Regions from separate parts of the Mus musculus genome. Here regions 1, 2 and 3 are each linked to region 4. A link is a contact called in public Hi-C, HiChIP or PLAC-seq and promoter capture Hi-C data. All regions are on one chromosome and are shown on one strand. Each heading gives the region's core, a stretch centred on a gene start, on an enhancer-like site or on the middle of the called end of the contact. The rest is flanking DNA. Distances are from core to core; before and after follow the strand shown.

What was found. A called contact is a pair of places that touch in the nucleus more often than the background predicts. HiChIP or PLAC-seq counts read pairs in DNA pulled down with a chosen protein or histone mark. Capture Hi-C pulls out chosen DNA fragments and counts their contacts.
Region 1: a Hi-C map of liver shows a contact between it and region 4, with 2.0 times the contacts expected there. The contact joins the promoter of Qprt here to the promoter of Sephs2 in region 4. A contact is called at or near these places in 3 of 39 promoter capture datasets (fetal liver, liver and pre-B cells), 4 of 484 Hi-C or Micro-C datasets (liver and pre-B cells), 7 of 115 datasets of contacts at active chromatin or transcription factors (the SCID.adh cell line, bone marrow-derived macrophages, embryonic stem cells and 1 more) and 2 of 9 other capture datasets (liver and pancreatic islet).
Region 2: a contact with region 4 is called in a promoter capture Hi-C map of pancreatic islet. The contact joins the promoter of AI467606 here to the promoter of Sephs2 in region 4. A contact is called at or near these places in 2 of 39 promoter capture datasets (erythroid cells and fetal liver), 5 of 115 datasets of contacts at active chromatin or transcription factors (the SCID.adh cell line, double positive thymocytes, embryonic stem cells and 1 more) and 2 of 9 other capture datasets (adipose tissue and pancreatic islet).
Region 3: a contact with region 4 is called in a FOXA1 HiChIP or PLAC-seq map of pancreatic cancer cells. The contact joins the promoter of Prrt2 here to the promoter of Sephs2 in region 4. A contact is called at or near these places in 1 of 39 promoter capture datasets (neural stem cells), 1 of 484 Hi-C or Micro-C datasets (pre-B cells), 3 of 115 datasets of contacts at active chromatin or transcription factors (the SCID.adh cell line, embryonic stem cells and pancreatic cancer cells) and 2 of 9 other capture datasets (adipose tissue and liver).

The regions. Positions count from the first base shown.
Region 1 is chr7:127,120,326-127,126,813 of GRCm38.p6, forward strand. Qprt (quinolinate phosphoribosyltransferase) reads right to left here and starts at 1,704. Exons shown (of 4, transcript NM_133686.1): 1 at 1,648-1,704. The coding sequence starts at 1,660. It also overlaps a transcript of Spn not described here.
Region 2 is chr7:127,087,281-127,093,914 of GRCm38.p6, forward strand. It overlaps AI467606 (expressed sequence AI467606), which reads left to right and starts at 4,156. Exons shown (of 2, transcript NM_178901.3): 1 at 4,156-4,192; 2 at 4,889-6,634. The coding sequence starts at 4,975. The coding sequence ends at 5,652.
Region 3 is chr7:127,016,661-127,023,249 of GRCm38.p6, forward strand. It overlaps Prrt2 (proline-rich transmembrane protein 2), which reads right to left and starts at 4,551. Exons shown (of 4, transcript NM_001102563.1): 1 at 4,345-4,551; 2 at 2,735-3,695; 3 at 2,224-2,356; 4 at 882-2,070. The coding sequence starts at 3,631. The coding sequence ends at 2,060. It overlaps Maz (MYC-associated zinc finger protein (purine-binding transcription factor)), which reads right to left. Exons shown (of 5, transcript NM_010772.1): 5 at 5,474-6,508. The coding sequence ends at 6,354. It overlaps Pagr1a (PAXIP1 associated glutamate rich protein 1A), which reads right to left and starts at 692. Exons shown (of 3, transcript NM_030240.1): 1 at 1-692. The coding sequence starts at 261.
Region 4 is chr7:127,268,698-127,275,320 of GRCm38.p6, forward strand. Sephs2 (selenophosphate synthetase 2) reads right to left here and starts at 5,362. Exons shown (of 1, transcript NM_009266.3): 1 at 3,182-5,362. The coding sequence starts at 5,222. The coding sequence ends at 3,864.

The sequences.
Region 1 (6,488 bases), core at 454-2,953, 150 kb before region 4:
GAGGCTCAAAGGTTAAGTCCACACTGTTCTTGCAGAAGATCCAAGTTCTGTTCCTAGCACACACATCAGGTGGCTCACAACCGCCTGTAACTGTAGGGAGACCCAATGCCTATGGCATCTGGCAACCCCACACATGTGTGCATAACTCCTGCCATGCATAAACAGAATTTAAAATATTAAAAAAATACTCTGTCTTAGGAATAAACAAAACCAGGCACACCCCTTTAATCTCGGCACCCGGGAGGCATAGGCAGGAAGATTGCTGAGTGTTCCAGCCCAGCTAGGGCTCCACAGTGAGGACCTGTCTCAAAACTAAATGAATAATCAGAGGGGAAAGACAGTTCAGGAGGCCCCAAGCTCCATCCCCAGAGACGTACAAAGGTGGAAAGAAGAAGAGAACAACCTCTGAAAAGATGTCCTCTGACCTCCACACTGTGACACCTGACACCCCCACCACCATGCACTCACATACAATAATAAGTTTAAAAATTCAGAAACCCGGGTTGGATGAAAAATGCCATTATTGAACCCCCTTTCTCAGAAAAGGGAATCCATGGCTATTTTCTCAGAATTTCATATTCATGTTGGGCATCCATGCCCTCCCTGAACACCCACCCACAGTTCCTCAGTAAAGAACTCAGGAACCGGGACACTTGCAAAGGTGGTTGAGTTTCCCTACCACCCTGAAGCATCTTCCAGATGCAGAAACCTAGAATCCTTCTGGGTAACTTCCCAGGGTTCCCACAGCTGTGAATCCCCTGGCCTCAAATCCAGGGCAGTGTTAATGTTAGGAGGGAAAGGCAGACCAGGCAGAACACACGGGTTTGATCCCAGCACTTGGCAGGCGGCCGGCGGCAAATTTCGGTAAGTTTGAGGCCAGCCCGATCAGCACAGGCAACTCCCCAGATTCTAGCCAGACCTACAAATCCAGAGCAGGCTCCACAGGCAGGCCAGAGGAGTTGCATGCAAACCGGCAGGAAAGTGGGGAGGATGGGGGAGGAGGCCCCAGGGAGGAAAGGGAAACACAAAAGATTTAAATAAGAGCGGCAAACCTACTAGGGTGGAAGGTCTTAAGCATGCTGCGCAAGTGTCGACCACTGAGCTACACCCCAGACCCAATGCTACTGCAAGAAAAAGAGGCTGTGAGGCTGTAGAAGTCTTCCGATGGCCCTGCAGCCTGTCCTTGATGCACTCTAGGCTCAAGCAGGTGCTGTGAGTCCCAAGCCAGACTCTGCGGCCTGAGCGCAGTCTCCGACTTCATCCCCTCCCCGCCCCCCACACTCTACAGGGATGAGACCGGACTTTGCCTCCGCTTCTCTTGGCTGCTAACAAGGGACAGAGTCCAGGGCTGCTCCCCTTTCCAAACTCCCACTACCAGTCCATCTGACCCCAGCAGAGCAACCCCATCCATTCTGTTCCCAAGCTTCTGCCCTTCCGTAGGGCTCAACACAGAAAGAACCGCGAAGCAAGAGGAGGATTTTGGAGGTTCAAACAAGACAGAGAGAAGCGGACTTGGGAACAAGATCCAAGGAGAGGCCACAAGGGGTTCTTTAGAGAAGAGAGAGGGAGGCAGATGGCTGAAATAGGAAGAGGGACGGGCAGTAGGGGACATAGAAAACAGGAACACAGAGCAGAGACTTAGGTCACCTTCAGGGTCCATGGTGACTTGGAGCAGCCAGCGGGTCAGTGTGTTCACCACAGTTCAGGTCGAATGTTCCCAGAAGCTGAGGCTGGGGGTGGGGCTGCCAGAGAGAGGGGAGGGAGGGGCCGAGCTGGGTCAGTCCTTCCTAAGAGCCCTCACGGTACACCTCTTTGGACCCTCGCTGAGCCAGCCCCACTGCGAACCCCAGAATCAGTGGGAAGTGCTCAGCTGTGAGCACTTAGAAATTCTGACTCCTCTGGCACCAAACAGGCCCTGTTTTCTCCACTTCCAGCCCTGCTGGAGCTCCCTCGGAGTGCAGGGCCATGAATGCCGGACCTCACTCTCCTATGAGGGCCGGAAAGCCTTGTTAGTGGTGTGCTGGGAAAATCGTGGATCCCAGACCTGCACTCAAGCCCCAATTCCGTTCTCCCTAACCCCACCAGAGAGAGGCTCTCACTGTATAGATCCACCTCCTGTGTCCCCAGCCCGTGCTAGGATTAAAGCGCGCACAAGCACATGCGGCCCATTCTCTTTTTATCTCAAATTTTCTGAGGGACAGAGTAGGAACCCCACAAATATCCCCTCATCCCTCCCACTTTTCCTGAGAGCTGCAGTCTGAATGTGCTCCCCCAAAGTCAGTGTGTTGAAAACTTACCCCCCCAAATTTATAGAAATTTGGAGGAGGGGTTTTGGATGAGGCCCTAAGGGTGACGGAGGAGACTGTAGCATCAGTGACTTTGTAGCAGACTGAGAAATATTGCATGTTCTGGATCATATGTGGCTCCTAGCTCTAAATCTTTGGTCATGTATGTTTAACCTGGAGTACACGTGGGAGCCAGAAAACTAGAGATGGACCACAAGGGTGGATACCTAAGGGCTGGGTCAGGGAAATAAAGTAGAGAAGGATGGAATGGGGAAGGGTCAAACCTGGGGGAGGGAGCAAGGTTAGCCAAAATAAAAGGTATATGAAAAAGCTATAGGGAAACCATCTTCCAACCCAAGAAAAAACTATTAGTGAAGATAGTAGAACACTGAGATGTGAAACGAGAGAGAGAGAGAGAGAGAGAGAGTGAGAGAGAGAGAGAGAGAGAGAGAGAGAGAGAGAGACTCAGGGTTAAAGTGAAGAAAAGAGATTCAGAAAAGGGTGGGGGGAAGGGAAGCCCAAACTAAGCGTATATGAGGAAGCATTGCAGGAACCCACTGTTCTGAAAGCTATTTTTAAATATATAATATTTTTTAAATAGGGAGTTGAGCAGAAGTACCCTGCATGAGTGCTTCCCAGAAGACATGAATTATTAAATGAGAACCTCAGTGCCGGGGTGAGCCCTCTCCCTGTGAGTTACTGGTCAGTAAGGCTCCAGATGCTCCGAAAACAGCACACTACTGCTATTGCTCTTGGCTGTGCACCGTAACTACAGGGTGAGACTCGATTGCTGAGAATACCACTCCTAATGCAGAACATAACAAAATTAACCTTGAGCTGACCAGGAAACTTTCTCCCTGTTGGCTAGCCTGCACAATGCCATACAGGCTTCTGGGAGGGGAAAGACATGTATCTTACCTAGTGCTGGACCCATCACGCTGTAACTGACAGGATAGATGCAAGCGAGAGTGGTAGGGTACCCTTGACTCATGCCAAGGTTCCCATGAGAAATTACTCCACAAAACAGATCTAGTATAAGAGGTTTATTGGGGAGGAGAGAACATGAAGGAGATAGAGGCAAACTGACAGGCAGACAGACAAGGAAAGGGAATAGGAGAAAGAAACATGAGACAAGGCAGAGAGAGCAGAAAGAAGACACAGAGAAGGATCTGGGGTGTCTGGGAGCTCATACCTGGCACACCTGGTGGTGGCAGGTAATGATGTAAGCAGCCAGTAGGTCCCTGGGACCGGCCAGTGGGATCAGCTGTTTGCCAGCAGTAACACTGCCCTGTGGATAAGATATGACCTCTGATGTTATAGTGTGTCTTAGTCAGGGTTTCCTTTGCTGTGAAGAGACAGCATGATCAAGGCAACTCTTATAAAGAACATCATTTAATTGGGACTGGCTTGCACTTTCAAAGATTAGTCCATTATCATTAAGGCAGGAGCATGGCAGTACCCAGGCAGACATAGTGCTGGAGAAGGAACTGAGAGTTCTACATCTTGATCCCAAGGCAGGCAGAAGGAGCATCTTTAAAAAATCTTTTTTTAAAAAAGTCTGTGAGCCAGATATGGAACTACACAGCTTTAAACCCCATACCCAGAGAGCAGAGGTAGGCAGGTGGATCTCTGAGTTGGAGGTCAGCTTGGTCTACATAGTAAGACCCTCCCATCTCAAAAACAAAAAGATCTGGGCAGAAAGATGAAATGGAAACATCTAGGTTTTGTTTTGTTTTGTTTTGGAAAGTTAGTTATGTCAAGTGATGTTTTGCTGGAGTAGACACAAGTGAAAGGATGCTTGGATATAGCAGACAGGTGGAAGGACCTGTGATGAAGGCATAGAAATATGGCCCACAGACAGTGGGAGGAGTTTGGTTTGCTCCACCTCAATTTTCTTCGCATGTATTGGTTCGCCTTACAGTGTTGTTGAGCTCACTTTGTCATATGGCAACCATTGAGAGAAACTCACCCAAGAACTGCTCATGAGGTTCCTGTGGCAGCTTGCTGATGCCACAGCCTTGCCTCAGGCCAGCTGATGAGCCTGGCGGTTTCTTCAGGATTGAACTACAGCTGCCTGGTGTCTGCTTGCTGAAAGGACTGGACTGCAGCTGCTGGTTCATGTCTGGTGTCTGCCTGCCTAGAGGACCAGTCTGCAGCTGCTGGTCGTGTTTGGTGTTTGCTACAGGACTGAACTGCTGCCTAAGAAGATCGAGCTTGCCCCCAAAGAGCTATAGCTGAACAGATCCACTTCCTCCATATCCTAATAAATTTTCTCTTCCACTACTTCTGCTGGGTGGTTGAACCCTTATTAAAAGTAGGTTGCAATGGGCTGGAGAGATGGCTCAGCAGTTAAGAACACTGACTGCTCTTCCAGAGGTCCTGAGTTCAATTCCCAGAAATCATGTGGTGACTCACAACCATCTGTAATGGGCATCTGATGCCACCTTCTGGTGTGTCTGAAGACAGCTACAGAATACCCATATACATGAAGCAAATAAATCTTTTTTTTAAAGATTTATTTATTTATTTATTTATTTATTTATTATATGTAAACACACTGTAGCTGTCTTCAGACACATTTTCTTCTCACTCTGGCCCTGCTGGCTCGCTTGCTCGCTGTAGCTGTCTTCAGACACCCCAGAAGAGGGCATCAGATCTCATTATGGATGGTTGTGAGCCATCATGTGGTTGCTGGGATTTAAACTCACGACCTCTGGAAGAGCAGTCGGCGCTCTTAACCGCTGAGCCATCTCTCCAGCACTGCAAATAAATATTTTTTAATTTTTATTTATTTGTTTGTTTGTTTGTTTTTCGAGACAGGTTCTCTCTGTGTAGCCCTTGGCTGTCCTAGAACTCACTCTGTAGACCAAGCTGGCCTCAAACTCAGAAATCTGCCTGTCTCTGCCTCCCAAGTGCTGGGATTAAAGGCGTGTGCCACCACTGCCGGGCTTATAAATCTTTAAAAAAAAAAAAAAATAGGTTGCAAAAAATTTATGCCTACAGAAAAAACTTAGTGTTTTTTCCTTGTTAATAGATTGTTCACTAAAATACGTAAATGTTTAATGATCCAAAGGCACTTGTTGCTTTTTCAGTGACCGCCTTTCCATTCTCAGCTCCACATGGTGGCTCACAAACATCTCTGACACCTTCTTCTAACCTCTAAACAAGGCAGGCATCAGGCACACATGATATGCATGCATACACTCACACAGGCAAAACGCATACACATAAAATAAATCTTTAAAAAAAGTTGATGATTAGATATGTATGCAATAGTAAATCTTAACATTATGTTTATGTTTAAAAATTGATTTAATCTTATCTTTAAATTTTTAAGAAGAAAGAGGAGGAGGAACAGAGCTTGCATGCTCTGTGCTTGCATGCTCTGTGCTCTGTGCTCAGGGGAGGTCAGGCGCCCTCCCCTGACCTCCCCTGACCTCCCCTGACTTCTGACCTCCTCCGGCACCAAGCACACATGTGATGCACACATAGACATGCAGTCAAAGCTCCCATATGTGTCAAATATTAAATAAAGACTGATGTTGGCTGGCGAGATGGCTCAACAGCTCACTGACTGCTCTTCCGCAGGTCCTGAGTTCAAATCCCAGCAACAACATGGTGGCTCACAACCACCATGAGATCTGATGCCCTCTTCTGGTGCATCTGAAGTCAGCTACAGTGTACTTATATATAATAATAAATCAATCTTTGAGCCAGAACGAGCAAGGAGTAAGTGAGAGGAGATGACTGGAGTGAGCAGAGGTCCTAAATTCAATTCCCAACAACAACATGAAGGCTCACTACCATCCATACAGCTACAGTGTACTCATATACATAAAATACATAAATAAATCTTTAAAAAAGACTGATGTGTTTATGTATTTTATGTATATGAGTGCTTTATCTCCATGTGTGTCTGCATGCCAGAAGAGGTTCTCAGATCCTATTGTGGATAGTTGTGAACCACCATGTGGGTTCTTGGGAATTGAACTCAGGACCTCTGGAAGAGCATCAAACATTAAATAAATAAATAGTTGTAAAACTGTTTTTAAAGAAAATGAAGGAGGGAGGGGAGGAGGGAAGAAGATGAGGGAGAGAGGTAGGCCCAGGAAGCTTTCACCATCCTGAGACAGGAGCTCCTGCCAAGGGCCAGCAGGGTCTCCATTTCTTCACTGGAAACCATTCTTGCTACAGTCTTCTGGG
Region 2 (6,634 bases), core at 2,906-5,405, 180 kb before region 4:
GTAACCACTCGTGCCTCTCAGTCTGTCATGTTGTTGCCCCTTGCTAACATGGTATCTCTCTTCTGGTGACTAGGACAGTGGAGGATGTTTACCTTGGCAGGGTTGTGGAGGGCTTCAGTAGAGCCAGCTTTTTTCTTTGTTCTTATTTTCTTTTTCTTTTCGGTGTCAGTAGACTCTTCTGTTGATATATAGTCCCATAGACGTGGGCTGTGGCAAAAGCGTACCTGCTATCTGTGTAGATGTTGAGTCTTTTGAGCCGATGTGTCCTCTGGCTGGGCCTGTCCAGCTACCACAGTTGCTCCAGTATGTTTTTTTTGTTTTGTTTTGTTTTTTTGTTTTGTTTTTTGATAGCTGTTCCAGTCTGTGAACCAGGTCACATCTGCACCCTCCAGTAATTGGTCTGTCAGATCTCCATGTCACCTATGTGCCTCAGCAAGAACCTGCTGAAAGTCTGGGTCTGGGAGCAGGATAGCTGAGTTCAGACTTGGGGGGCAAAAGTGACTTTATCAGAATTGAACAGAGTCTGGTAATGAGTTATGTGAGCGTTAGCCAGCCATCAGTCAGGGGGGCTGAACCACACTTTTTAGGGCATGTGCCAAGTTTTGTCTCAGAGTCAATTTATCTGTGTCCTTGACCAGAAGCCACTATGTGCAGACAAGCAGGCCATCTTACAGCCACCAGGTCTAATTTTTTACAAATATGCCACAGGTCTTTCTAGGGCCCCAATCTCTGAGTCTATACGAAGGGCTGTTTATCTCTTTAATTTAGCAAAACCTGGAATCCACAGTCTGCAAAAGCCCACAGTGCCTAGGAGCTTTTTTAGCTTGTTTTGCACTGGTCGGTGGGGGAATATGAAACACAGTCTAGCTGCTTTGACAGGTAGGCCACCGGCCTCTTTTAAGGACTCAGCTTCTGTGTTAGCATCCCTTTTTATTACTTTTTTACTTTTAGCCACAAACAGGTGGAAGGGTTTGGTCATGGGGGTGGGGCTCCTCTTTTTTTTTTTTTTTGTTGGGGCAGTCTCTCACCTAGTGCCCATTTTTTTTTTTTTTTTTACGGTAAATACATTGATCTTTAGCCAAAAGTTTTCTTTTCTTTTGTTGCCAGGTACTTATCTAAGTTTTTCAGTTTTCCTGACTCTTGTGGCCAGTATTTTATTTTATTTTTTATCTCTTTTTAATTTCCTGGCTTCCTGTTTCTTACAGATCATTTTTAAGTGCTAGCATTATTAGCATGTGCCACATTGCTAGGTTCTAGTCTCTGTTATTTACCTCTTTTTGTTCCTGTTTCTTAACTGTAATGGAGATCTCATATAATGTTCTCTCTCTCTCTCTATATATATATATATATATATCTTTTGTTTCTCTTCCTTGTCTTTGTTTCCTTTGGATGCTATTTATCATATTTATATCCTGTCACTCATCTTCTCTCATAGTTTGCCTCTATCCTGGTTTATCTTTTTTTTTTCACTGCACATCTCTGATTCTGACTCTGGTCTCTGTCTTTGTCAGCCTCATGTTTGGTCAGATTGTTGGGGCACTTTCTAGTCTCACAAAAAAACGAGACCCCCTATCAGAGCCTGACAGTTAGACTCACAGGTGCTCTTTACTTTGGACAGAAGCCCCAAGTGGGCGGATGCCTCCCTCACTGGAGCTGGGAACAGACTTACAGCCAGCAGTTCAGGGCGGGGCGCCTGAGAAGAGAAAACTCTTGGGACAGAGAAGGGAGCGCAGCTCTCACAGCTGGCTGTACCTGTACCGGACCACTGATATCTTAAAATGAAAGCACTTTTTCTGTTAACAAGAGATGGGATGTAGGGGACAGGGGAATGAGAAGCTGCCAGGGAACCTGCTGTGCAGGCTACTGGGAGCGACAAACACTGGCAGGGAGGGGGAAAGGCTACAGAGGCTTCGACTTAACCACTTGACAGATGCCCGGTGCTTGCTGCACTGTCCGCCCGCCTGGCTCACGCCCCGGAAGTTCTTAGTCCGGCTCTGCAGGTGATCCCAGAACTCTTTTGAGCAGCCCAGGTCTCACGCTCCGGAGCAGGCCGGTCCTCGGGAAAACAGCGCTGAGTTGTTTTTTTCTTAACTATCACTGACAAATTCTGTCTCAACATCAGTCTAAGTCTACAGTCAGAGACAAAGGGTTGACACACACACAGTCTGTCCGGTAACAAAAACCACAACAGAAACAAGATAGCAACAGCGGGGGTGGGGGGGGTGGGGAGGGGTGGGGGGTACACGAGTATATCTAAGCACATTCATCCGCTCTTGGACTTGTATAACCAGCCAAACTCGACTTCCTCATGGGGTCGGATTCTGAGCAGGTGTACTGAGCAGGTGTACTGAGTAGGTGTACTGAGCAGGTGTACTGAGCAAGTGTACTGAGCAGGTGTACCGAGTAGGTGTACCGAGTAGATGTGCTGCCACAGCCCTATAACCCCAGCACCAGGAAGGTAGCCAGAAGACTGCCACAATTGGGAACCCACTGTAGTCTACGTAGAGCATTTTAAGCTAGAAATGATACATAGTGAAACCCTGTCTCAAAACAAATGAAAAACATGTATGTTGAAATGCTGGTGGTGAAGAATTGTGGCAAAATGCTTGCCTAGCATGAGCATGACCCATAAGCAAACAAACACCTCCGCCGCTGCCCCACCCCCCACCCTGGAAAAAAGAAAGAGAAGACAGAGGAGGGAACAAAGGCTGGGAGAAGGCTCAGTACAACACAACAGTGCTGATTGACAAACATGAGGGCCTGAGCTTAGACCTTAGCACACACTTCAAAACTATGGGCACCGCAAGCTCAGCTAAGTGCTCCTATTAGCTTAGCACTGGGGAAGGAAAGAGGGGGACAGGAGGAGAGGGGGAGAGGGTATAGGGGGAGAAGGGAGGAGGGGGACCGGGGGACAGGGAGAATGGGGAAGGGGAGAGGGAGAGGGAGTTCAGCAGTTAATTCGATGCTCTTGCAGAGCACCTAGGTTCAATTCCTAGCACTTACAAAGTGGCTCACAACTGTCTGTCAATCACTTCCAAGAGATCTGACATCCCCTTCTGGCCTCCTTGAACACGAGGCATGCTTGCGACCAAAATGCATACAGGTGAGCTAAACACACAAACACATAAAATAAAATAATAGGGTGGAAATCAATTAAGTAGACTCTGGTCTACACACACACACACACACACACACACACACGCAGACACTGCATGCACACCATGTAAAGGTATGATGGCCTAAACAACACCGGTAACAATTACTCTCATAGTGCTTACACCGTTAGGTATCAGAAGTAGTGGAGAGATGAGCCTGGGCACAGTGGCCTGGGACTGAAACCAACACTCAAAAGGCTTACGGGAGTGTGTATGTGTGTGTGTGGGGGGGGGGGGGGGATTCGGGGCCAACCTGGGCTACATCTTAAGTCCCTGTCTCAAACAAAACAAAAGTATGACACAGCTGGATGAAAAGGGTGCAGGGAGTAGACGGAAGGACAGGGACCCTCCAAGAAGCAGGCAGCAAGATACATCGCAGCGCTGTGGGAGCCCCTGAGCCGGTCTTTATAATCTTCCTCTCCCCTGGGTGAGCGAGCTGAGGTCTGGGCCTTGCCTGTAGGGTGAGAAGGTGAAGGCGCTGGGGTCTGGGCCTTGCCTGTAGGGTGAGAAGGTGAAGGCGCTGGGGTCTGGGCTTTGCCTGTTGGGTGAGATGGTGATCGCGCCTAGGCCTTGCCTATGGGGTGAGAAGGTGAAGGCGCTGGGGTCTGGGTCTTGCCTTTGGGGTGAGAAGGTGAAAGCGCTGGGGTCTGGGCCTTGCCTTTGGGGTGAGATGGTGAACGCGCTGGGGTCTGGGTCTTGCCTTTGGGGTGACAAGGTAAAGGCGCTGGGGTCTGGACCTTGCCTGTGGGGTGGGACTGACTGGAGCAAAGCAGCTGCTCATTCTGGCTCCACCTTACACAGGAAGTGGTTCTTCACCACACTGACCACATCCCCAGGTTGCCTTGGAAACACTCTGTGGGGGCAGGAAAAGTTGGGGCACAGTCGCCCAGCAACAGGTGGTAGCCTCCCTTCCGCCTTCTTCTGAGGCCAGCCCTCCAGGGCCTTTCAGATCGCTGCGCGCACACACACCCTCCCGGCATGCACTGGGAAGAAGGGCTCTGAAAACGGCGAAATCCAAGATTGAAGCAAGGTGACAGGTGAGGTGAGGGGTGCGGAAGCAACTGCAAATGGGGGACTGGTGGCAGAGATGTGGACAAATACCAACAAGGGAAGCAGACAGGCCAGTGATTGGGCAGAGCTGGGGAAGCTGGATAGGTGCCGGGCCACAGACCTGGTACAGCCAGATAGCACAACAGGGCCACCTCCAAGGAGAGCGGTTAGGTGGCTCAAAGAGTAGGTGCATATGGAAGGGAGGGGCCAGCAAGGGGTTTCTCTCTCATTCCAAGTCTCCTCACTTGAGACTGAGGCAAGACCTGAGAGCCCAGACCTTTGATCTGTCATCAGAGGTGGGGGGTGGGGCTGGAGGGGAAGTAAGGCCTGCGACTGTGCAGGGGAGCCTCAGCCAGCTCTGGCTTGTTCTCCGGCCTCTCCTGGTTTGCTCTTGACCTCTCTGGGACCCTTTGCTCCTCTCTAGTTTTGCCACCCATGCTCAATAAGCCAATTAGAAGAGCCGAATTAACAGTGGGTAGGGGTGGGGGTGGGAGCAGGAACGCAAGATGAGGGACAAAGAGATCCAGCACTCCCGACTCCCAATCTGTCTCTGAGGTTCTGAAGTAAAGTTACAGTTTAAAAAAAAGGCCAATGATGTGCAGTCCCAGTGACATGCAGTCTAAGCACTGTCTCATCCTGTGCCACGGTCAAGTTGTTAGAACCGTTGTTGAATCTCTTTCCAGGAAACGGGATATCCTCTGGTTGCTGTCCTTTCCTTCTCCCAGTGGAGACGTTCCTGACTGTTCTGAGTCCACACTGAGTCTCCCAGATGCCAGTGACGCCTCAGCAGCCCTCTGGGCACACGGAGGGGCTCCCTGAGCCTACAGCGGAGGCAGCAGTGTGGGTAGTAATCCCCTGTGGACCTTGTATTCCCATCATGCTGGGCCTGGCCTCTCTCACAGCCTTCTTCATCATAACTACTGCTGTACTGGCCGAACGCCTGTTCCGCCGCCCGCAACCAGACCCCAGCCAGCGTGCCCCCACCCTAGTCTGGCGCCCTGGAGGAGAACTGTGGATTGAGCCCACGAGCAGCGCCCGGGAGCGCTCTGAGGATTGGTACGGCTCCTCCATGCCTCTGCTGATGGACAGGGCTCCAGGTCCCCCAACACCCGGTGGCACCTTAGAGGGCAGAGCAACTGCTCCACCAGCCACTTCAGCCCCATACTCTTCCCTCAGTTCTCTAGTTCCTCAGACCCCACCAGAAGTCCCAGCCCAGAGCACCTTCTGGAGGCCTCAGACCCAAGAGGAGAGGCCCCATGACACAAGCCTGGTGAGCTGGGTTGGGTCTGAGCCCATGCCAGAGGCTGGCTTGCAGGTTGGGAGCCCCAGGCCTTGGAGGCCGAGGCAAGGGAGCCTGGAACCTGATTGGGGTCTCCAGCCTCGGGTCACCCTGGAGCAGATCTCAGCATTCTGGAAGAGGGAAGGCCGGACCAGCGTGGGCTTCTGAGTCTTCAGGACCTGTAAGACTAACTCCCACCTCAGAGGGACTACAGGGGTCAGCTCCAGCCTTAGGCCTGACCCTTGCGCTGGAAATTTTGTGTGGAAATTTCTGTCTTCTGCACCTGGCTGGTGGGCAGGCTAAGAGTGTGGACAGCCTGCACTCCAAGGCTTGCCTGAAGTTCAGCTTAGGTTAAAATGCCTAAGTCGTGACTCTGAGAATTGAAGGCAAGTCTAGCTGGCTACAGGCCAGAAGGCTTCAAGATGGCACGTCAGGGTACAAACTTACCTAAGACAGCCTATCCTGTATGGGATGCTGACCATCAGCCCAGAGCTGGTAGTTATGAGTGTCAGTCATGTGGTCTGGAGATGGCAAGAATCTTGCTCTCCAGAGCCACAAACCCTATCTGTGCCTGGCCACTCTCTCCCACCACTGTGAGGCCCTCCAGGAAAACACAGAGGACAAATCCAGGAGGTGTCTTTGATTCCGTACAAATAATGGCCTTGGCCACTAAACAGCAACATGGGATTTGATGGGCCACACTGGAGAGGCTGTCCTTGCCTGGAATTGGGACACAGAACCAAAACAGATCAGTAGGCTCCTCTGCCCCCTGACTTATGGCTGCACACATCCTACAGTACAGTTTTATTATTCTGTGTTAAGACAAGCATGGCCTATCGAGAACTGAGTTTGTTCCAATATGGGAATGAAGATTTTTTCCCAGAGAAAGGTCACTCCCCAAACATAGCCTCTGCCATCTTTCCCTCCAGCTTGCTGGAGTGGTCTAGAGAGGCAGGTTTGCTGTGGGGCAGACTTACTTACAGTGATCCATACCATAGAAACGGAGTCCCGAATACCCGTGTGCCCACCAGCTGACAACTTCTTTAGGAGAGGGGTTCGCAGTGGGGAAGATGGAGCTTTCGGCATCTGGAAATCTGACTTTCCAAACTTCAGTCAAGAGTATGACGATCCTGCCGTATGTTTACTTTTT
Region 3 (6,589 bases), core at 3,301-5,800, 250 kb before region 4:
GCACCAGTCTTCGGCTTCTCCCTCCGCACGCTCGTCGCTCGCAGCGCTGGGAGCTTCTAGTGCCTCCTCAGGCCTGGATCCCTCACGCCCGGCCTCCTCCTGACTGCCTTTCCCCTCTTCCTCGGCCTTACTAGCCGAGACAGAGGGACCTCCAGTGTCCTCCACCGCCAGAGCTTGGAGGCCGGAAGTCACTTCCCCTTCTTCAGACAGAGGCGCTGCTGTGCTGCCTGCAATGGTTCCATGGCCCAGGGCAAGGGACATAGAGTACTAGAGAAGAAGCCCAGCAATAGAGGAGATTCTAGAGTACCAAACCAGTGCGCCTCACCCGAAAGGCTGGAGAGCCTTTCTAGGTCTAGGAAATCGCCAGTCAGTCCAACAGCTGACTGCGGCCAGAGCACCGTCCCCAGGAGGGGGCGCTCAAACCCCTGCAAGGACAGACCCCACCCCACGGACCCAGAATTCTGCCGTTCCCAGGGACCCGCAGGAAACACGCTCGGAGCTGGAAAGGGAAGGGCCTGTTTTCTCGCTTTCACATCGCCTTCTCCATCACCGGGATGGAAGTCATCTTTTTAGACCGGGCAAACCTAGTTCGCGTCTACTCAGCAGCGGTACAAACCTGGAGCTAAAACCCGCCTCCCAGGCTGCGCAGCATCTCAGTACGCAGGCGCAGAGAAATGGCGCGCGGAGGCTCCGCGGTAGTCAAAGCTACTTGGAAGAGGAAAGAGAAGACTTGCGCATGCGCAATTTGGCCCTTAGGACTCATTAACCTCGGCCCATACTAAAGATGGCCACTGCGGCAGCGCATGCGTATTCCGTTCAGTAGGGCCTGCCAGAAAGCAGTACCTTGACTCTGCAAACACAGGGACCAACTGAGGCCAGTCTCATGCATTCTCTGTTTATTAGTGTTTAAGACTCATGCAGCATTCAGCATACAAAAAGGGAGACTCAGTTTTATTTTTTGAAAAGGAATTTTAGTTTTCCCCCAACTTTTTTTTTTTTTTTTAAAAAAGAAAGGAAACAAACAAAAAACCCCGCCAACTCTGAAATGCATCGCAGCTGGCTCTCTGCCTCCTCAGAGGGCTGTCGCGTGCAACAAACCTCCCTCATCCTCTTAGAGAATAATTACAGAGCTCCCCCACCCTTCCCTTGCTCCCTGCAGCTGGGAACTTTGGTCCTGTTTTTGTTTGTTTGTTTTGTTTTGAATTCTACTGTTTACAAAGCACATAAATAGACCTTCAAACAAGAAACTCTGAGGTTAAAAAGCCCAAACGGGCAGATCAATTCAGGCTGACTCTTCAGGCGCAGCTATGCCCCTTCCTCCCCTGGATGTTCAGAATAAGGACTCTCAGAAGGTCCCCCAGGTGAGGACTCACTTGCCAGCTTTGGGACCCAATAGGCACCTTAGGGGTAGGGGTAGGGTATGGTCTGGGCCTGGGTGGTCCCCAGTAGAGAACAGTCAGAGCCCCCAGCTAGGCTCCTCTCCCCACACCATCCTTCTTCCCTCAGCCTGACCTAAGTACTGCAGTTTTTGCAGACTAAGTGTTGGCAGGAGGGTGAAGACGCTAAGGGGGAGATGAAAAGGGAGAAAGGGTCAGGGGACGTGGCAAGGGGAAAAACGGTGTTAAGGAAGGGGAGAACGGGATGGGTTAGATACCAAGACAATGAACGTTGGGAGGCCAGGGATAAGGTTCAGAGGATTCCAGAGGCAGGAAGAAGTGCAGGGAGGCTGGGAGAGATGCAGAGGTGCAGAGTACAATTTAGATGTTCAGGAAGGCTTCCAGAAGTGCAGAGAGGTTTTCAGAGTGCAGGGTTAGGGAGGTCAAGAGGCAGGAGTGGGGTGGGGGTCTGCAGGCAAAAGTGCAGGGAGAAAGGAAGCCTATGGCTGGCAGAGGAGCCTGGCAGGATGCAGGGGGAAAGAAGCTGTAAACAAGGCCGCTCAGGCTCCCTTGGTCCCTAGAGATGGGGGCCAGGGCCATGGACTGGGATTCTCCCAGGACAGGGATGGACCCAAGACAGCTCCCAACAGGAAGAAAAGTCTTGGAATGCAGGGCAGAGCCCCTCACTTATACACTGTGGGAGAGGAGAGGGAAAGACAGACAGGGAAGGAGACAGGAAGAGACAAAGGCATAGGGAGGACAGACAGGAGAGAGCAGGGTCAGGGGTTAGTAAAGCTGCCCTGGTCAACCCTCCGCGCCTCCCTTCCTGTCCCTGACCCCCACTCACCGCCTAAGTTGATGACGCAGGAGGCGATGATGATGAGGACCCCCCCAACCAGCGCCACGATGCTTAAGAGCTTGGCTACTCGGCCCAGACGTTGAGCCCCATCCACGTCCCCCTGTTGCAGGCTGTTCCGGGACTGGGGTGAGGGTGAGGGGTTTGGAGGTATCATGGCCCAGGTCAGCAGGAGCCAGCCCAGCAGGGATCAGGTGAGAGTCCAGAGGAGGAAGGTCAGCCCAATGGGGTTGAGAAAGGAAGGAGAATTGGGGACGCAGGAGGAAGAGGGTACAGGTCAGTAAGATTATATGACACATCTGTTTCCCTCCCGCTTGAAGGGGTCGGGCAGGAGTGCCTTGGAAGGTTAGGTCCTGGGGAGAGACAAGCAAAGGGCCAGCAATTGGAAAAGTGGGATCCATGCAGAGAGGTGAGGGAAGGTGTCATTACTGGGGCTCTGGGCTGACACTGGCACGAAGCTGAGAGCCACAGTACACTTGGGCCAGGGTCCCTTGGGGCTCACCATGACGGCATAAGCGAAGGCCACAATGTTGACAGGCCACATGGGGCAGAAGCAGGACAGGATGGCAAGGATGATATAGTCCCGAGGTTTCTGGGTGCCTTCGCCCCCTTCCACCCCAGGCCCTGCCAGCTGGGAGCTGGGATGACGGCTTAGGCTACCTCGAGGAGATCCTGGATGCCCACCGTGTGCCCTTCCTATTCTGTCTTCCTCAACGAGTTTCTGCAGCACACGGGGGGGAGCCCCATTGGCTGGGGGTGTTTTAGTTGAGGGTGGTGAGTGAGGTTGGGGGGCTGGGCCCTCTTCCCCGTCACCAGCCTGAAGGGGAACCACTGCTCCGTTTTCTTGTTTTTCCCCTGTACTTTCTGTCAGGACCTCTGTGGTAGGGTCCTCTTGGGTGGGGGGCTCTGCCTGAAGGGGTGGTTTAGGAGGAGGCTGGGAAGTTGGCTGAGGGTCTGACTGGGTGTTTATCTGAAAAGCAGGCTCCGAGGTTGGCTCAGGAGGGGCTGTAGACTGCGGCTCAGACCCTTCCTCTGCTGCAGTCTCTCTGTTCACATCTGGTTTGGATGCTGGCTCTTGGCGTGCCTCGCTGGGGCTGGGGCTGGGGCTGGCCTTGGAGCCTTCTTCTGGGTTTAAACTGAGGTCTGTGGCCTGGACTGTTTCTGGGGTTTCAACTGGGGTCTCTGTGGTTTCTGGTGCCAGCTCTGCCTTAGGCCCTGAGTCCACAGGGGCTGCAGTGATGCCTGGGCCCGGCTGAAGGGCCTCTGGCTGGTCTGGGATCTCTGCTACAACCTGGACAGGACCTAGTCCTTCTTCAGAATGCCTGGGACCTTCTGTCTGGGTTTTGGAACTGTCTTCCACCCCCTTCATCTCAGAGACCTGAGAGCTGCTGGCTGCCATCTTAGAGAAGCGAGATGGGAGAGGGCCCGTGGGGAAGAGGAGACAACAGTGACAGTAGCAAATCCTGGAAGAGGAGGAGACAGGCTTGGTGAGGAGGGAAGAGTGTCTCTCATCACCACAGGCTCAAGAGGGCTAGGATTCTGTTTCAAGGCTAGCCTGTACTGTCCCTAGGGAGAGGAGGAAAAGTTGGGATTTCCTTTGCTTTAAGGTGGAGAAGTATTTTAAAGTCGGCTTGGAGAGCCATGGGAAGATAAGCCCTTTTCTAAACAGAACTGCTCTTGGGTCTGTTCCTAGATCCATCCAACACACCCAACAAGACCCAGTCTCTCAGCTTCCAACTCGAAGGCGCACCAGAACATGAAAATCTGTGCATGCGTCAGGCACTCCAACAGGCAGACTGACCAGGACCCCACACAGTCTGCTCCTTCTGTACCCTTCCCTCCTCTCTGGGCACCACCTAAGAAGTGCAGGGTTTCCTACTGTGCATTTGGGCTCAAATGCCCGTCTACCTCCTTCCAGCCCCATTCTTGGGGAAGACCCAGTATCTTGTGCATACCTTCTTAGCCCTTCTTTTAGGGGTTCCCTTGTTGCTTTCAGCAGAGGCTGAGGGGGAGGGGATCTTCTCCCGATGGTACGACGCACCCAGCACCACCCTCTAGTTCGCCTGGCACCTGCATTCTCATGCCACCCAGCTGTCTGTCGTCCACACCTACCAGCAGTCTCAGTTGGTCCCAGTCTCATCCGCTGCCAGCCTCGGGACTGCTCCTGCGTCCCGCCGCCACCGCCGCTGCTGCTGCAGCAGCCGCAGACCGGGGAGGGAACAAGTCTGTGAGCAATGAAGGGAGGTGGCGGGTCTCCCCTCCTCTCTCCTCCGGGTTTGCTCGGCCCTTCTTCTCTGGTCCCCTCCCCTAAGCTCCACTGCTGCCGCGCCGCCCCCGCCCCTAGCACGCCTCCTGCCCCTCCCGGATAGCCCAAGAGAACCTCGTGCCAGGCCCCGTGTTACCTGGGTAACCGGCCTGGGGACCACTCGTGCCCCCTCCCTGCCCTTTCTCGCCCCCTCCCTGTCCTTTCTCACGCGCACCTCCTGGTGGGGCACCCCCTTCTTCCTAAGTCCTCGGCCCCTCCCGCCAACGGTCACCGGGGGATCCTGGCAGAGACCTAGGTCTGCGAAGAGACGGACCAGTGAGGATTGGGTGGAGGCACCCTGAGCAGCATAGATGGGTTAAGCAAACAGGTCTAAGTTTGGGGTGGCTGCAGGGGAACTGCGTGGGGTTTCAAGAGAAGGGAGCCTGCAGAACTGAAGCCTTCCTACTCTTGGAAAGCAGCAGCAGCAATGCGTGATGGAAGCTTAAGGGAGGGTCTTTGTAAAGGTTTGAGCAAAGCCCAGAAATGGAAATTCCAGCAAGCTAGGAAGGGCCAGGGCAAGCAGTCCATGACCACCACAGTGGGACCCGAATGCAGCTTACTGAACCCTGTGTCAACCATGGACCCTGGGATCTGTATGTGCAGCCTGGTGCTGGGTTGTAGACAGGACAGCATCAATAACTAGCTTGGCATCCCTAATCTCCAGTGGGTATTCTGTGCCTGTTCAGATTGGGTATTCCCTGAAGACCTGGAATCTGCTCTCCATAACTTCTGGATTCTTGGCCCTACCCTAAATTTGTGTTGTACTGCAGCTAGAGGTTGTACCTCAGAAGAGAGAAGCTACCACTTTGCAGAGCAGGAAAGGTTGGGACCAAGATCAAGGTCAACAAAGAACCCCTCCCTCTCCCTGGGAGGGGTGAGGCATGAGCACACACAACAGGGGGCTTGGTGAAGATAACTTAGGAACTCAGAGACAAGTTTTTATTTAAAATTTATTGTAATGGGGTCTGCGCAAAAGGAGGGAGGGGAGGGTGGGGAACATGCAAGGGACACAGGAACACGATGACATGGCCAGGGCCATAGCTTCTGTTATGGGAAAGAGGAAGAAAGACCAGGGCTGGAGCTGGGGTGGAAGAGGGAAGGGGGAGACACTGTGGCTGCATTCCCCCACCCCCAGGAAGCACCTCTTGTCCCTGGCTCCCCTCCTTTGCCCTGGCCCCCTAAGATTCCATCTCTCTTGTTCTGCCTCTGGCTCCAGTGGCTCCTTCTGATGCTCCCCTTGGCTTCTCCCTGGACAGACACTCCAGTAGGATGCTTGGGGTTTAACCACCCAACCTTACTCAAGTATCCCTCTGCCTTCCCCGCTTCTGCCCCTCCTCAATACCACCTTTTCTCTCCTCTGGGACAGAATCTTCTTTCCCCTCCTCTCTCCTCCCTACCCCTGGGAAAAAACAACAACAAAAAAGAAAGCACCAACTCCCCAGGAAGGGGCAGCAGACAGTAGGGGAGGGGACAGAAGGAGGAGAGCACAGGACCTTCTAGGAAAGGCTCACAAATCCCTGGGAGGCAAGGCAAGGGGTTAAAGGTGAGGGCAGTGGCTGCTGCTGTCCTCTGCCACCCCTGCTCATTGTCCAGGGGACTTCAACACAACTCAGGGGACAGGTGTTTGTAGGGTCAGCTCTGATAGGGAGAAGAAAGGAGCAGGAGAAACATTGTTAAAACCTAGTGAATTCCTTCTTCCTCCTCTCTGTCTGGAGGCTCCTTGGTTGATGAAGAGTCGTGAGGAGTTGGTGGGAAGAGGAGACTGTACCAAGAAGAGCTTTCCTCCACTCTCCCCTCTCCCCCATCAACTTGGAGCTCACCAAGGCTGGGAGGGAAGTGGCTGAGAGCTCACTGGTACCCCCTCTGCCCCAGAGAGGGAGCCCACAGCTGTGGGGGGGGCTGCCACCACTGCTGCTGCCGCCGCCGCCGCTGCTGCTGCCGCTGCCGCCATTGGACAAACCTCACCAGTACCTATAGGGAGAAACACCAAGGATCACAGCACAACCTAAATGGCAAGAAACATGTTCCATACCCCAGACTTTTCAACTATTT
Region 4 (6,623 bases), core at 4,112-6,611:
TCGTGTTTGGTGTCTGCCAAGTGGACTGGACTGTAGGTCTGGTTGGTGTTTGGTGTTTGCTAGTGGACTGGACTCAGAATAATGAAGATTGGAATCGCCCCGAAGAACTATTCTAAGTAGGTCACTTCCCCCATAACCTAATAACGTTTGTTTTCCACTACCTCTGTTGGGTGGTGGGCTAGAAGGGAGGTTGAAGTCTTATTTAAAGAATGCTATGAGAAATATAAGCCTATAGGTGACTTTGAACCCTTGATATTCCTGTCTCCACCTCTCAAGTGCCAAGATTACAGGCATGTACCATCAGACCTAGCTACTTTCAATTTAAGAAAAAAAAACCTTTTTTAATTTTTAATTATTTTATATGTCTACGTGTTTTGATGTCATGTATGTATATGCATGATATATATGCCTAGTGCCCTTGATTCCGAAGAGAGCATCCTATCTCCTGGAACTGGAGCTATGGATGGTTGTGAGCCACCATGTGGGTGGGTGCTGAGAATGGTACCTGGGCCCTCTGAAGAGCAGCCAGTGCTCTGCTTAGCTGTTAAGCAGAATCCAGCCACTGTGTTCAGCTTTCTAAGTTTGAGAACACTTGCATTCGTCTCTGATACATTCTATTTCTTTCACTCATAGCCCTGGCTGTCCCAGAACTCACTCTGTAGACCAGGCAGAGGAAAGCAAATCTCTGAGATTCAGGCCAGCCTGGTCTACAGATCGAGTTCCAGGGTAGCCAGGGGTTACACAGAGATACCCTGTGTAGAAAAAACAACCAAAAGAATAAAAATGAGAGGCCTACTTGGGTGTAGTGGTACCTACCTTTAATCCTAGGACTTGGATTAAAGCAGAGGCAGGTGGAGCTCTGTAAATTCAAGCTCAGCCTGGTCTACATAAGTGAATTCTAGGACATCCTGAGCGGCACAATGAGACCCTCTCTCAAGAAAAGTAAAAATAGACTGGGGGGTAGGGATGGGTGCAGGGAGTGACTGGGATATAAAGTGAATAAATTAATGGGGGCTGGAGAGATGGCTCAGCGGGTAAGAGGACTGACTGCTCTTCCAAAGGTGCTGAGTTCAAATCCCAGCAACCACACAGTGGGTAACAATCATCCATAACGAGATCTGATGCTCTCTTCTGGTTCGTCTGAAGACAGCTACAGTGTGCTTAGATATAATAATAAATCTTTAGTCTGGAGTGAGCAGGGCCGACCGGAGCAAGGGTGGCTGACTGGAGGGAGCAGAGGTCCTGAATTTAGTTCCCAGTAATCACATGATGGCTCACCCATCTGTACAGCTACAGTGCACTCATATACATAAAATAAATCTTTTTAAAAATTAATGGAAAAAACAAAACAAACAAACAAACAAAAAAAAAAACAGCAGCAACAGCGTGAGGGGCTGGAGCCGTGCCTCAGTGGTTAAGAGCATGGGTGGCTCTTGCAGGGAACCCAGGCTCCATCTCTAGCAACTAGATGGCAGCTCACAGCCATTTGTAACTCCAGTTCCAGGGGACTCAAAGCCTCTCTTCTGGCCTGGGTAGGGGACACACTGCAGGTGTGTGATACACACATGCATGTGAACAAAACACTCATACACATAAAAATAATGGAGAAACTGAAAAATAAAAATGAGCCACATGTGGCAGCACAGAGCTGGCAAATCTCTGAGCTCTAGGTCAGCCTGATCTACTTAGCAAGTTACAGGCCAGACAGGGTTACATAACAAGACCTTGTCTCAAACAATGCGGGAGTGTGACTCAGTGGTGTTTGCCTGGCATCTAGTCTGCAGAAGGGGAAGCAACATTGCAAAATATTAAGAACAAAGTTGCACTGTCAGTGGAGAACGGAAGACAACATCAAAACTTCTGAGCCAGCACTGAGCTAGGCCAAAGCAGGATGATCTAGACAAACCTGGCTTACACCTCAAGATGCTGTCAGAAGCATGTGTTGGGGCTGTGGAGGTAGGGGTGTGACATTTAAAAGCTTAAGGTATTGATTGAATCAAACTTCAAGTGGGAGACTTCAGGATGGTGGCTTTCCTGATACAGAGCCTCGAGCTTGAAGAACATGTCACTGGACACGGTCATTTTCTCTAGAGTATTTCATCTGTGTCACCCTACTGATGGCTGCTTCCTGGGCAAGGTTTTTTTTTTTTTTTTTCTGGTGGTAGAGATTAAACTAGGACTTTGCCCAAGCTACATCATTGTGATACTGAACTACGCCTCAAGCCCCTGGCCATTGTTTTTAAACCTTATTTTCTTTCTCCTTTATCCCCACCCTATCCCCAATGTCCAAAGTACAAGGTACTCCCAACGTCCAAACCACAGGTACTGAACCAAAGTTCTTTTGCACGCTAGACACCTGCTAGCAAATCCTAGGTCAGTTTCTTCTATAGGGGGGTGTTGAGTGTCTCATACAGATGTAGCCCAGGTCAGCCTTGAACAATATAACCAAAGATGATCTTGAGTTTCTGATCTTTTGTTTCTACCTTCCAAATGCCAGTGGTGCCACCCCAGCCTTATTTGGTGCTGAGGAACCCACCCACGGAACTCACTGTCAGGTATGCTAGGCAAGCCCTCCACCAACTGAGCCACATCCCCAGCCCTGGCTCATTTTTTTAATGTCTAGTTGGCGCTTTCAATCAGGCTTCCTTGTCTACTGCTGTGCCTGGAGTTTCTCTTTTCCTCCTAGAGGGAAAAGGCAGTCACTCACCTCAAAGTGTGTGTGTCAGGGGGTGTTGCAAGTGTAAGGACATAATTGTTCTGTGTATAAGCTTTTAGCCAGCGTCTCTTCTCACGCCAACTCCCTGCCTTCACCTCGATGAATCCTTTCAGAGCTCTTTCTTGTTAGCCTCCTCACCTTCAGACAGTCTCTTCTATTCTGTTAAGTCATCTTTTATGACTTTTTTCCCCATTTTCTGTCTACCTTAAAATCCCTAGAGTTTATATCCATTCCAAGTCCTCTTTTGTCATCTCAAGGGACAGTGCAAACCCAAATCCCTTGACTCAGGGGCAAGGACAACATCTACTTTCTATTTTGCAAGTTCCAGATGTAATGTCAAGGGGTAAAGAGAGTCCGCGTTCCAGCTGGTTTTGGCAGCATACTGGAGGCAGAAGCAAAATCAAGGCACCGGAGAACCTGTCTGAAACAAGAAAGTGATCCACAGAACCAAACATTAGCCACAAGTTTTCCAACAAAGTCCCTTTTATTTAGTTACTGTAAGAAATTCTCTTTATTAATTAAATCTCCAGAAGTTTCAGTGTAAGATTCAATGGCCACCGACACCTGGCTCTGAGGTTTGTTCAGCCTCTCCCAGTCCTTACTGGGAGTTAGAGGGAGAGACATCATTATCAGAGACCAAGTCAGGTGGCTAGTCTTCCTTTCCTGTCGGACAAGCTGCTCAACTCTTGTCCAGAACAGGAAAAGAGGCAGTTTCTCAGAAAAAAATTAATAACAAATTTGACAATAAATCAGTAAGAGTTCTCCTAACAATTTAGATTTATCAATATATTGGTCCAAATAATTTTTCATGTTGCAGGTTTACTTTTCTCATATGTAATCTTAATAATCTTTACTCCCTGTGCAGAAATGAATCAACTCAGTGCAAAAAAAAAAAAAAAAAAAAATCCCTAAAACTGAAATAGCCTCCTCTTGCTTTGGGAAACGGGTTTTTGCTCCTCATGCTCTCAACAGATGAACACACATCCGCAGCGCCATTACTCACAGGCCTGGATGCACATACAGGAAGCTTTGGATGGGCCTGGAGGAACCATGCAAGCAGCCTTTGGAAAGGTCTTAAAATCAACCCTGGCCAGCAGTCCCTGAGCGGGTAGAATGGCTCCGAGTTCCCAACAACCGCTATTCCATTTCAAGAACTAGGCTCAGAGGCTGCGTTGGAATTATCAGGAGCAGCAGCAGCAGCAGCAGAGGCTCCCCGAGGTAGAACTTCAATAACGCGAGGCTTGTCAATGATCCGGGCTGTCCGGTTTCCCTTCTCCACGATGCCAACGATCCAAGCTTGGTGACCCTCTCCGTACTTGGAAGATTTGATTTCCGAACAAAAGCGGGCCGCCTGCTCTCTTGGCAGACAAATCAGTAATCCCCCAGAGGTTTCAGCTGACGTTCCTTGGAGGAGGCCAAAGCGCCCACTGGCTTTGCTGATCGCAGCCATCTTGGCAATTATTGGCAGATTATGTATGACAAAGGACACTTCATTTTTTTGCTGTTTTGCCAGGTTCTGAGAGTGTCCTAATATGCCAAAGCCTGTGATATCCGTGGCTGCGTGGGCATTAAAAGTGTGCATCAAGCCAGCAGCAGTCCTGTTTAGAGTAGCCATATTGAACATAGCTTCCTGATAGGCTAACTCTACTTCCTCTCTGGAAACCACCATCTTGATTTTATTCCATTTCTCAGGATTATCCAGCCATTGGTGGGCATTGGCAGCAACCTGGGTTCCTAAAGGTTTGGTTAATACCAGCACATCTCCTACCACGGCACTATCAGGCATTATGAATTCATTTTGCTGACACACCACCGTGGCAACGCCACCGATGATAATCCACGGGTTGACCACTGTCTGTCCACCGGTCACTGCAGTGCCTCCCTCCTCCGCAGCGTCACGAAAGCCTTTGATCATGAGCGGTGTCACCTTCTCTCGTTCCTTTTCACTCATGCTCTGGCTCACACTGAGTAACATCAACATGTTGTCACACTCAGTGATACCCATGGCATAGAGGTCACTGAGCACATTGGCACAAGCTATGCGCCCCATCATATAGGGATCTTCCACCAAGGGGTAAAAGAAGTCGGTGGTCTGCACCAGCGACAGGCCTCCGTGCCTCAGGGGGATGACGCAGGAGTCCATGCCAATGCTCAGCGAGGGGAAGGCTGAGCCGGGGCCGGGCCTGGTGGACAGGCCCCCTTCCTGCACCGTCTCTTCCTGGCCCCCGACCAGACCCGAGGTAAGCGGGGGCTGCAGCGCGGGCCGCGTCAGTCCCTCCAGGAGTTTGAGCAGGGTCTCCTGGGGGACCTTGCAGCCTCAGCCCTTCATGCCGGAGAAGCTCGTCAGCCGCCAGCTCGGGCTGAAGCCCAGTGTCTGGGGCTCGAACGGCCGGTAGTTGGAGAAACTCCGGCCGGCAGACCAGCCCGCCGGGCCCAAGGAACCTTCTGCGGCCACTAGCGCCGCCATGGTTTCTCCGCTGGCGCCCGCCGCCGCCGCTTCCGCCATCGCGCCGCTCGCCCGGGAGGCCGTGCGGACCAGAAGGCCCAGATACCTGCAGATGAGTCTCCCAGCCACAGCGGGCCAAGGTTACGCCAGGAGATGATCAACCACGCGAGCCGGACCGGAGGACTCGAGCCACGCTGCCTGTCGGAGCGCCGCGCGGCCTCTATTTATATACAGCGTGATTGACAGCTGCTCTATCCAATGACGATTCCCGTACCGAGAGGCGGGCTTCCTTTACTCAAAAAGGTGTATTACAAATTAACCGTCTGCTTGCACAACCGGTCCCCGCGAGATCATCACGTGAACCCCTTGTAACCGGCCTGGAACGCAGATCAGGATGGACTCGAACTCGAGTCCATCGATCTGTCTCAGCTTTCCAAGTGCTGTTATTACAGGTGGGAGCCACGTTACCCGTGCGTGTCTTGTCCCCTCCGCCCCCCTCCGCCCTGGGAACCTGGTCTTGGAGTTGGCTGGCAGAAGTCTGCTGTTTTTGGAATCATTTTACCAAAGAATAAATTACTTACGGAAGGAAGCTCTGGCACTGGGCTAGCCCCAAGGTCAGAACAGTCCTAGGGTCATTTGACAGGACACAAAGCTAATCTAGGCTAAGAAAATACTTTAAGGGGAGGTTTAGGGGAAGAAAGGGGACATCACAAAGTAAATACTATGATTGCATAAGCAAATTGCACAATTGATGTTGTGAAGTTTCACATGGACTTAAAAATTCTGCACAGGTTTGGGTACTGTTTTGGCCATTATCTGGCAGCAGTGAGTTGCATCTTCAGTGCAAGCTAATTTATTATTTATTTATGGCTACTCTGTGCTAAGATGTCTCTATTTCTTGAAGTTAATATATGTGAGAATTCAGATCCAGGCAGGGGGGTTTGCCAATGTCTACTGAAATTATAAATGCTAAACTCATAGTAGTGGCTTTATGCCTGTAATTCCACCATTTGAGAGACTGAGACTGTTAATTCCAGGCCAGCCTGTACTACATAGTACTACATAGTGAGTTCCAGGCCAGCCTGTTCTACAGCTTGCAACCCTAAACCAAATAAATGAATAGGTTTTTCCACTGTGTGATCCCAGTACTTGGAAAACTGTGGTAAGAAGACAATGATGTCCATTCTAGCCTGGGCTCCACAGTGAGATCTTGTCTCAAAAAGCCTAAAATAGGTGCTGGAGAGGTAGGTAGGTGGTTAAGAGCGCCTGCTGTTCTTGCAAAGGACCTGGGTTCAGTTCCTGGAACTTACATGGTGGCTATCATCCGTAATTCCAGTTTCCAGGGGACCTGATGTCCCTCTTCTGGCTTCTGAGAGCACCAGGAACACACAGTTCCCTGTCAAACATATAGCCAAAACACTCCTACACATACAAAATAAAAGTAAATGAATCTTTGTATTA